Regions from separate parts of the Mus musculus genome. Here regions 2 and 3 are each linked to region 1. A link is a contact called in public promoter capture Hi-C data. All regions are on one chromosome and are shown on one strand. Each heading gives the region's core, a stretch centred on a gene start, on an enhancer-like site or on the middle of the called end of the contact. The rest is flanking DNA. Distances are from core to core; before and after follow the strand shown. Region 1 holds the start of Il17f (interleukin 17F). Region 2 holds the start of Tram2 (translocating chain-associating membrane protein 2). Region 3 holds the start of Gsta3 (glutathione S-transferase, alpha 3).

What was found. Promoter capture Hi-C pulls out the DNA fragments that hold promoters and counts their contacts.
Region 2: a contact with region 1 is called in a promoter capture Hi-C map of the HPC-7 cell line. The contact joins the promoter of Tram2 here to the promoter of Il17f in region 1. A contact is called at or near these places in 2 of 39 promoter capture datasets (the HPC-7 cell line and embryonic stem cells).
Region 3: a promoter capture Hi-C map of the HPC-7 cell line shows a contact between it and region 1, with 3 times the contacts expected there. The contact joins the promoter of Gsta3 here to the promoter of Il17f in region 1. A contact is called at or near these places in 3 of 39 promoter capture datasets (the 3T3-L1 cell line, the HPC-7 cell line and stem cell-derived epiblast-like cells), 1 of 115 datasets of contacts at active chromatin or transcription factors (embryonic stem cells) and 2 of 9 other capture datasets (liver and pancreatic islet).

Annotation. Positions count from the first base shown.
Region 1 is chr1:20,782,570-20,785,654 of GRCm38.p6, reverse strand. It overlaps Il17f (interleukin 17F), which reads left to right and starts at 1,385. Exons shown (of 3, transcript NM_145856.2): 1 at 1,385-1,482. The coding sequence starts at 1,456.
Region 2 is chr1:21,077,621-21,080,869 of GRCm38.p6, reverse strand. Tram2 (translocating chain-associating membrane protein 2) reads left to right here and starts at 1,645. Exons shown (of 11, transcript NM_177409.3): 1 at 1,645-1,876. The coding sequence starts at 1,757.
Region 3 is chr1:21,238,669-21,242,009 of GRCm38.p6, reverse strand. It overlaps Gsta3 (glutathione S-transferase, alpha 3), which reads right to left and starts at 1,425. Exons shown (of 7, transcript NM_010356.4): 1 at 1,351-1,425. All of the region lies in intron 1 of Gm28836 (a long non-coding RNA gene), which reads left to right.

The sequences.
Region 1 (3,085 bases), core at 136-2,635:
ATCAAATGGATTGCATTATATAACCCTAGTCTATCGTGTATCTGACCCGTAATTTAACTGCCCAAAGTACAATTAAGGTGTTTAAACTTTTATTACAGTAGTATTAAAGAGGTCGGCACAGAGCCTTTGGAAAATTCCACCGGACCCCTCCCCTCCTAGAAAAGACAGGTCAGAGAACACCTAGGCCAGACCCTAAAGACCAATCAGTTTCAAAGGCACACTGTTCTGCCAATCATATTGTGCCTAGTTGCTGATGCTCTATTCTGCCCCTGGAAACCATATAAACACTCACCAAACTTGCCTTTAATCTCAGCATTGGGGAGGCAGAGACAGGTGGATATCTGTACATTAGAGGCCAGCCTGGTCTCTAAAGGGAATTCTAGCACAGCCAAGGCTACAGAAACCCTGTCTAGAAAAATTTTAAAAACGATAAGAAAACCAACAAAAGTTTACTGTTATAGAATTGTATACACGAATATATAGTTTTGATCAAATTCTTACACTTGGGGAAACTTCGTTTTGTAGATTGATACAAATTCACAATGGGACAATGTATAGAAGTTTTACCTGATCAAAATTGAGATTTTTTTAAGAAGTAAAGTACTGGTGTTTTTGAGGAACGGGGAATGAAATTATTTCCCTAGTATAAATGGGTGTGCTTAACAAATGCTTACTGCCTGGATCTAAACTGAGACAAATGATTTTGTTTTCTTTTTATTTTTCCTTTTGTTCCCTTTCTATATTTTTTTCAAGTCTACAAACTGCACATGAACATTTCAATTTTCTATTTACTAATTCACTTTGGCTAACAAGAATGCTCCCAAATCAGAGATAGCCAAGGAAATAGCCACTTATACCATGTGAATGGCACGATAGGGTCCTGTCATAGCGTTAAAATAATTAGTCTAGAGAAACCACAAAAGACCCCGGGGATGTAATTTCTGAATTTCTCACTGATGTCACCCGTTTCTCTTATTTTATTTTCCCATCCACAGTGTTTAAAACCAAGTCTAGGCCAGGATGACTTACCCCCATTCACTGGATTCTACTGCATGACCCGAAAGCAGAACCCACACGCAGAGCATGACAAGAGTGTTGCTTTGTGGGGGAATTAAAGATCATGACAGTAATCTGTGACTCGGTTCATATCTGTAGTAAAGGTAATGGGAGTGGAAGTGGGTGGGCTTAGAAGAGAGGGAGGGAAGATCTGGTCCATTTTCCGTCATCTCCCTTTAGGGTCCCCCTTTGATTCCCCTTCAGGAAGTGGAGTAGAAACCCTGCATTCGTCAGTAACTCTCGGTTAACCACAACTTACAGTCAGTAAGGAGGTCAGTGGAAACAGGGACAGTGATTGCTATAAAACTGACAGGTACTACTGCTGTTTGACATACCCAGGAAGACATACTTAGAAGAAAGTACTTCCTGAGGGAAGAAGCAGCCATTGGAGAAACCAGCATGAAGTGCACCCGTGAAACAGCCATGGTGAGTGGTGTTGAATAATCATAGGCTAAGGATAGGTGCGTCTAAGCTTTAAGAAAGGGAGATTTCTAAGGCTTTAGGCCTTCTTAGAGTCTTTTGTGAATTAGCTCTTTAAAACGTGAAGTTAAGTTTAATTTTGATTTGTCTGGTGGAGAAAAAAGAGAAGAGAAGAGAAGAATAAAAACCAACATCAATGGAACAGTTAGAATGGGAGAAGAGCAGATGATCTTACCTGATAGATTTGCTCAGGTGGGCTGGTGTGTGTATCTGGTTATCTCCAGTGACCATCATGGTCTCTCTTACCTACTCATTAAAGACTTAGGTTGACCTAAAATAAGAGCCAGGCCAAGCTTTGTTTTATATAAATATGTATTCCAAGGCAGGAATCTATATATAATATCGTGTTACATTGCATGCGATAGTAGTATAAATATACATTAAATATTAATATATAATATATACCACAAAGAAGCTGGGACCCATGGTTTGGTTCCTCCAAGGTCATTTGGATGGAGGAGAAAGTAGAATAGCCCAGGGCTCAACTTTTGCTCAGCTCCTGGAGAAGTGTCTCGGGACTTTGGTAACTGACTAATTAATTAATACCTGGGAAGGGTTTAATATAGAGGCACATGGAGTAAGCTTAGGAAATCACACACTGTGTTATTGGTTTTGATAGTCCTTTGATTTTCCCTGGCTAAGCCTTGAGACCTGAAAGAGCATGGCTTTTATAAATGGCTCATGCTTTCCGACAATGGCCATATTCTTTTAATTACTGCATAGTGTATAGTATTATAGTGATTGCAGTAAACCACCAAAATACAGTATTTAGAGACAGAGGCTTTGAAGTCAGACCGATTTGTCTCTCCTACCTGCTAAGTATGCACTTTGGTGTTGGTCATTCCCTTTGTGAGTTTTACTTCCCCTACCTGTGCATAATTATGGGGGAAGAGATTGTTATATTGATATGAATCTAGACTTGCAAGGTAGATCATAAGTGCTTAGATTTTAGTTAACTTGGACACTGCAATTGCTATAAGAGGTAAAGGTAGAAAGAGTATACAAATACCAATTCTTTATATTATTGTTTTTGCTTTTTTAGACAAGATTTTTAAAAAAAGATTTATTTATTTATTTGTTTGTTTATTTATTTATTTAATGTATGTGAATACACTGTTGAAGAGGGCACCAGGTACTATTACACGTGGTTGTAAGCCACCATGTGGTTGCTGGGAATTGAACTCAGGACCTCTGGAGGAGCAGTCAGTGCTCTTAACCGCTGAGCCATCTCTCCAGCCCTTGAGACAAGATCTTCTGTGTGGCTCACGATAGTCGTGAGTTTGCTATGTGGGCTCAGACTGCTCTGGAACTGTCTTTTTTGCTTTGCTCTCTTGGAGTGTTGGGACTTCAGGAGTGTGCCACCAAGCCTTGCTCTGTGATTTACTATTACCTCTCAGACCCTTGTCAACCCACAGGAATAGATCACGAACATTTTCTCCATTACACAGTAGCTCAGTCATCTGTTTTCATTTGCTGTCATTTTCTATTGCAATGCTAATATATTGCTAATATAATAATATTGAGACCTGCATCTAGATTTTCTGACTCC
Region 2 (3,249 bases), core at 396-2,895, 290 kb before region 1:
CTGTTTCCCATGGATTTTGGCCTCAAGTATTAAACGTTAGATTGACACCATTACATATGCGAAGGAAATTCCCACAAATCATTGACCATTAGAACATTTGTACATTGAGAGTCAAGGTGCTCCAGAGTTCTTTACAAGGCTAGGTCCGAATTTCAGAAGAGTCTTGATTGGGGAGACAGCGTAGTGAGTGATAGTCCATGCTGTGCAAATACTAGGACCTGACTTGGAATCCGCAGAACCCATGTAAAAGTTGGCCACAAGGGGCATTTCTACTGGGAGATGGGAGGAGCTAGAGGAGCAGCTAGCCTGGCCTACCTAGTGGAAAAGTCAACACAAAGAGAGACCTTGGAACAAACCAGGTGGAAGGTGAGGCCTGACACCGGAGGTCACTGGGGCGAAAATACATAAATATGTGAGCTCATGCATGTGCAGCCCCTATATGTCATAAACTGTACGCACGTGCACGCACGCACGCACGCACCGGTCTTAACTTTAAACAAAGGTTAGTCCAATATAGGCATTAATGCCCCCCGCCCCGCCCGTGGAGTTAGAAGCCCTAGGGCTGTCTGTTAAATAGTGCACAGTTTAGAATACAGGAGATAAATTTCTTTAAGGAACTTCATTCAGTTCTAGTTACCTTCAGACTGCTATTTTTGCAAACTCGTAACCGTGAAACTAATTTTAAAAAAAGAAAAGAAATTAAACAGTCCTCTGTTCATTTTGCATTTCTGTACATTTAGAAGCGATTATTTGTTCCTTCATTACTGGCAGGATTAAATCCAATATTTGCTAGTATAATTTATTTTAAAAGACCTTTTGTCCTTCCGGAAGTAATTTTGAAACTTAATATTAAATGGAAACGTTGGGTGAGGATCTTTTTTTTTTTTTTTTTTTTTTTTTATTTCTTCAGTGTTTATTCTTCCACTTCTGATCAATTAATATTGAAGGTAGTGAGCCCTGAAAAACCAATTCTGGGCAGTACCTGGCCTTTTAAGTGAAGGAGTAAAACGCGGGGTACCTGCACGCCCTTGCAAAGTAGGCTCTACTAAGGCAAGGCCTTGGGGTAGCTGCTGAAGGTTCTGAGAGGTTGAACCTACACTGTGCAATCCTTCAGACACAGGAGTAGCCATGCATTCATTTAAGATCCAGCGCAGGGCTGGGGCCAGTCCACAGGCCGGCACGAAGCTTCCCGCCCCGGGCCCTTCCTGCAGAGGAAGAAGCTGGGCGCTAGGAGTGGGATCCCGGCCCACTTCCTGTCCAGCAGCTCGGGAGCCGCTTCCTCTCAAAGCCGGAGGACAGGGCTTCCATTCCCGCGTCTCAGCGAGGTTCACGGAAGAGTGTACCCCCGGTGGAAGCCGCAAGCACCGGTAGCGAGCGCGGCACAAGGGTTAGGCGCGCCGGGCTCGCCCAGGAGGCGTGGCCGGTGGCGCTGGCCAAAGGGCTTGAGGGCGGGGCGGATGGAGGAAGGGGGTGTGGCCAGAGGCGCGCGCCTTTGCGGCCTGGGGGCGGGGCGGACGGAGGAAGGGGGTGTGGCTAGAGGCCCGCGCCTGTGCAGCCGCTGCGGGGCGAGGGCTGTGGCCGGGGGCGGTTCCGGGCGGCAGGCCGGGGCGGGGCGGGCAGAGGAAGGGGGCGGGGCCCGAAGTTGTTCCGCGCTGGGCTGCGGGGCTGGCGTGCGGACCGGGCCGGGCCGGAGAAGTTTTCGCTGGGGCTGCTGAGCGAGGGTGCGGGCCCCCGCAGGCGGTGAACGCCCGCTGCCATGGCTTTCCGTAGGAGGACGAAAAGTTACCCGCTCTTCAGCCAGGAGTTCATCATCCACAACCATGCAGACATCGGTTTCTGCTTGGTGCTCTGCGTCCTCATCGGGCTTATGTTCGAGGTGAGTAGAGCGGGGAGGGGGTGCTGCAGGGGTTGGCGGTCCTAACTCCCGTCCTCCGAGGCGCAGACAGGGATTCCCGGACCTCATCTGGGCTGGAGCGCGCCCGGCTGGGATGTCCCGCACGTTATCTGCACCTCTGGCTTTGTGCACTGTATCCACTCTGGCCTGGACCTAAGAGAGTCCAGACAGCACCCCTAACTCCTAGCTGTGCGGGCCGTGCCATGCTCTGTCGCCCCCCTTGGACACCCACCACATCCTACAACTCTATCTGAATCTCAGAAACCCATACCTGGCCTCGAACCAATTGCAGAGCTGCCTTCCTGGCCCTATGGTTGGGGTTTCCTTTCTGGCGACTTGGTGCCAATGTGGGAAACTCCTAGACCAGCTGTAATTGCACAATCCCCCCTCCTTCTCTCTAGTGGGGGCCTCCAGATCTTCTAGGCTTTTCTAGTGGAAGGGACCCTAACCCTCTCCACCTCTCTTGTGGCTTTCTGGAAGTTCTTCATCCTAACCTCTGGAGCTTGCTCCAGGTGTTCACATGTGGCCCTGGCTCCATCCCAGAGGGACCTTCTGCTACCAACCTCTCTTTAAATATGACCTAAAGGGCTAGTTTTAAGATATCCTTTGGCACTTTGAACTGTTCCTGTAGATCTGTGTGAACTGGACCCAGAGCCTCATCCCCTTTGCAGGAGCCAGTAGAGGGATACTCTCTGTGAAAGGTGATTTCCTAGTCGCTGCAGGGATGTGGGGTGGGAACAGAGAAAGGGATCCTGGATTCAGCACTGTGCTGGTGTAGGCCTCAGAGCTGTCTGTGTAAACCACTAAGGGGTCAGAATCCGAGGTCCCTACTCCAGAGTGCTGCAAAACGGTGATATTGAAAAGTGGGAAGGACTTACTATAGTATATATTGTCTCCAGAGCACCATAGGTAATAGGTGACAGTCCCATGGCTTGGGTCGCCTGGTCTTGAGAACACTCATTCCTATCCTCTCTTCTGTGTAAGTTTCCTGATCTGCATTCTACAGGGTAGTAAGAAGGTGCACCATTTAAGAGTTACTTGTCTATCCCTGCATCTACCCATATCTCCCTTATCTACCCATATCTACCCATATGTCCCTGTTACCGACTCAGGACCTATTTGGCTGAAGAACTTGTCCTCGCGCTGGGGCTGTTCTTGGGTTAGCCGGGTCTGAGCTGAATGCATGCTCGTAGCTAGGCTGTCGGGTTTGCAGGAGAGAAGCTGGGACTGGGGCTGGTGTCCACATTCTTCTGGAAATTCTGTCACTTCACTTTCTTCCTCTCCTCCACTCACATTTTCCCTCGACCTCAGTTTCCTCATCATTGAAGAAACCATTAAAACCAACCTTCCTTATG
Region 3 (3,341 bases), core at 176-2,675, 460 kb before region 1:
CTAAATAACACCCTGGATGGCCACTTTGGAGAAAGTTAGTTGTGTGCCCCTTCTGGATCAAATTCACAATCATCATTTGTAGCCTCACCCATTGGCTTATCACACTCTGCACCCTGCCAAAAATCACTACCACCCCTAGTTTCTCCGACACTTCTTTCTCTGGCATCACAGGCTGCTTCACACTGGATCCCTCAGACTGTGATAATATCCTCACCCTGAGCAATACCACCCAGCCCCTATGTCCAGAAGTTCACAAGCCCTTTCTTGTCTAGATTTCTTCAAGAAGAGATCAGAAAGATTTCTAATCAGACTTTTATTCTGCTGCTATTGTACAATGACCAGCCCCTAGCTACTGAGCTAGAGGCCTGTGACTATACCCTGATGGTGAAGATCAAGTTTTCCCTAAGAACTTTGGCAGCCCCAATCAGCAGAAAGTAGTTTAATGAGAATGTTGCTCCCTTTCCTACTATTTGGTTGCATCATCATCATCATCATAACGTAGGGTAAATGGTATGAGCCCATTTCTGGATGACAAAAGCTACCCAAACCCATCAGTGCCTGAGCTTGAAAACCTACCAATTCCCATGTGCAAAATTCCCACCAATCCCTGCACTTGCTCCAAGCTCACAACTTGAAATCTTACTAATCTTCGCCCTGGAAATCTCCACCTTGGAAAACTCCTCCCTCAAAAGAGCTGTATATAAGCCTTTCTCCTGTCCAGTTCTCACCCTAGCAGAGGTAGCCACCTTCTTATATCCTTCCCAATAAATCTCCAGTATGAGGTTTGTTGTGCAGTGTGACTCTGTGGTATCACTTGGCTTCCAAATGCTGGGATGCCTTTCCCTTCAGAGCTGCAACATTTCCATAGGGGAAACCTTTTTCCTCAGAGTTATAGCACTTGCACCAGGGAAACCTCCACCCTCAGAGCTGTAACACACTAAGTCCCATGCTTCTCTTCCCTGGACATAATTGCAATTTGTCTAGGCTATTACCTCCTATTGTCTACTTATGAGATTAATTTGTCTCTTACCAATAAATTCTCATGTCTCAATCCTTTACTAAATCCTCAATCATTATCTAAATCCTTTATGCTTACATCTCTATTACAATGTATCCAGCAGAAATGGATTCGGCAATTCTTAGACTGTCCTGAATCCAGCACACCTAGTCTGCATGCCAGTATAAAACTTTGTTTTCTTGTGCTAAATTATTTTCTAGGAACATATAGGATGTGTGTGTGGGGGGGGGGGGGAGAGAGAGTGTGAGAGAGAGCAAGCGAGCGAGCGAGCGAGCGAGAGAGAGAGAGAGAGAGAGAGAGAAAGAGAGAGAGAGATTTGATTCAGTACTTACCTTGTTAAAAAGCTGTTCCCTCTAAAAAGCTAGCTTTTACCATATGCAAGAGTTTCTGCTGTTTTGTAAGCTACTTATTAAATTTGAATACGCCCTTCCCAGTTAAGGGGAGACAATCCAATAAGGGAAAAGCTACTCCCACAGTGTTCAGAGGCCAGACATTTAGATAAAGGATTAGAAGAAAAATGCAATGTCATGCCTGAGTTGCTAAAGAGTTGGTTAATATGTTTCTTCCTCAATGCCAATGGCAAGCTGGAAGAACCTGTTCCAAGCAGAGTTAACTCTTCGGCTGTCAATGAGGATGGGCTAAAGCAAGTGGGAAATCTCAGCTGGCAGATGTTATAAAGAGAACTCTGGTGACACCAGGGAGTACTTCTGTGGACTGGGCCACCAGGTTAGGTACAGAACAGATAATCTTGTTGGGAACAAGCAATAGAACCTCATTCTAGGTACTACCAGTTTGGTTTCAGACTCCATTTAATCCTAAGAAAAAAATTAAATTCAAGGTCTCAGGCCCTAGGGAGCTGGGAACTTCCCAGTAGCTGACCAGCTTCTGTTGTAAGGAAACAGCTGTCTGAGTGCAGACATCTCAAGGACAACTTCTCCAACTTGCTGGCAAGGTCAACCTAAGTTCATCTTCCCAGGCTCAGGAATCAACTCCACTCTTGATTAATGGAAACTTCCTTGCTCAGTCCCTTATATCAAAGTATGATTAGACAATGCTATAGCCCCCCTAGCATCCCATCTCTTTACGGTTTCATACTATAAATATGATGGATAGCATCCCTTCAGGGTCTTAGTTCAGCTCCCAAGTCTGATCTGTGGCCCTGATTGAGCAGTAGTGGCTTGATTACAATCAAATTTTTGTCAACTGCATTGACCTGCTGTTTGAATTATGTTGGATTTAAGCAGACCCCACAACGAGCTGAGTTTCAGGTAGTGATTATTAGTATGTCACAAGTATTGAGGGAATGTGCTTATGCTAAAAAGAGATGTTATCTTTGAACTTCACATTGACATGGCTGTCCTAGATGTTACCTTCTCCGCAAAAGGCCTTTGCATGTGCCCTGTGTTCAGTTAGACTCCTGACTATCAGCTACTATTTCATTTTCTCAATTATTGTGTCCTGAATTATTTTTACATTATATGTTTCAAGTGCTCTCATGGGCTGTGGTATGTGTCAAGTCCCTATAAATGGGCATAAAAATATGACCATAGATAGTAGCAGCAAATTAATTTAGAATGGTTGCAATAATTTCTACCAAAAACACAAAAGAGGAATAGTATTTTTAAAAACCCCAAATACATTCTATCACTCAGATTGATAACTTGTCAGTTTTTTGTTAACTATATTGTAGAATGAGTTAAGTTTATCATGTGCCTTCCCTCAAAGTTAGACCCATGTCCAAATCCTAGGCTCTTGTAAATAGAATTGAATTTGGAAAAAGGTCTTTACAGATGTTCTTAATTTGTGGAACTTGATATGAGTTCATCTTTAATAACCCACACGACACTTTCAATATGGTGGCAGGCACCTCAATAGAAGCAGAGATGTGTATAAGATGAGGTGGTGGAAAAGACACAGAGCTCAATACCATTTTCCACAGACATCTTTCTTCAATTAATTTTACATATATGGGTGTTTTGCCTGCAGGTATTTCTGTGTACTACCTGCATCTTTGGAGCCCACATAAGCAAGAAGTTATCAGATCTCCCTGGACTGGTGTTTTGGATGGCTGTGAACTGCCACGTGGGTGCTGGGAGTCACACTCAGGTCTTCTGGAAGAGCAGCCAGTGCTCTCACACTGAACTATCTCTCCAGTACCCACAAAGATACCTTAACGACATTAATTTGCAGACATTCTTGTTTCTGTCTTGTACATTAAATTCTTACATTTATGGTCTTATGTCATCTAAGGTATGACAGTGTGTCAGATGCCAACTCATAGGAATCTCTAAGTAGATAAGATGAAGTCATAGAAATAAGATGA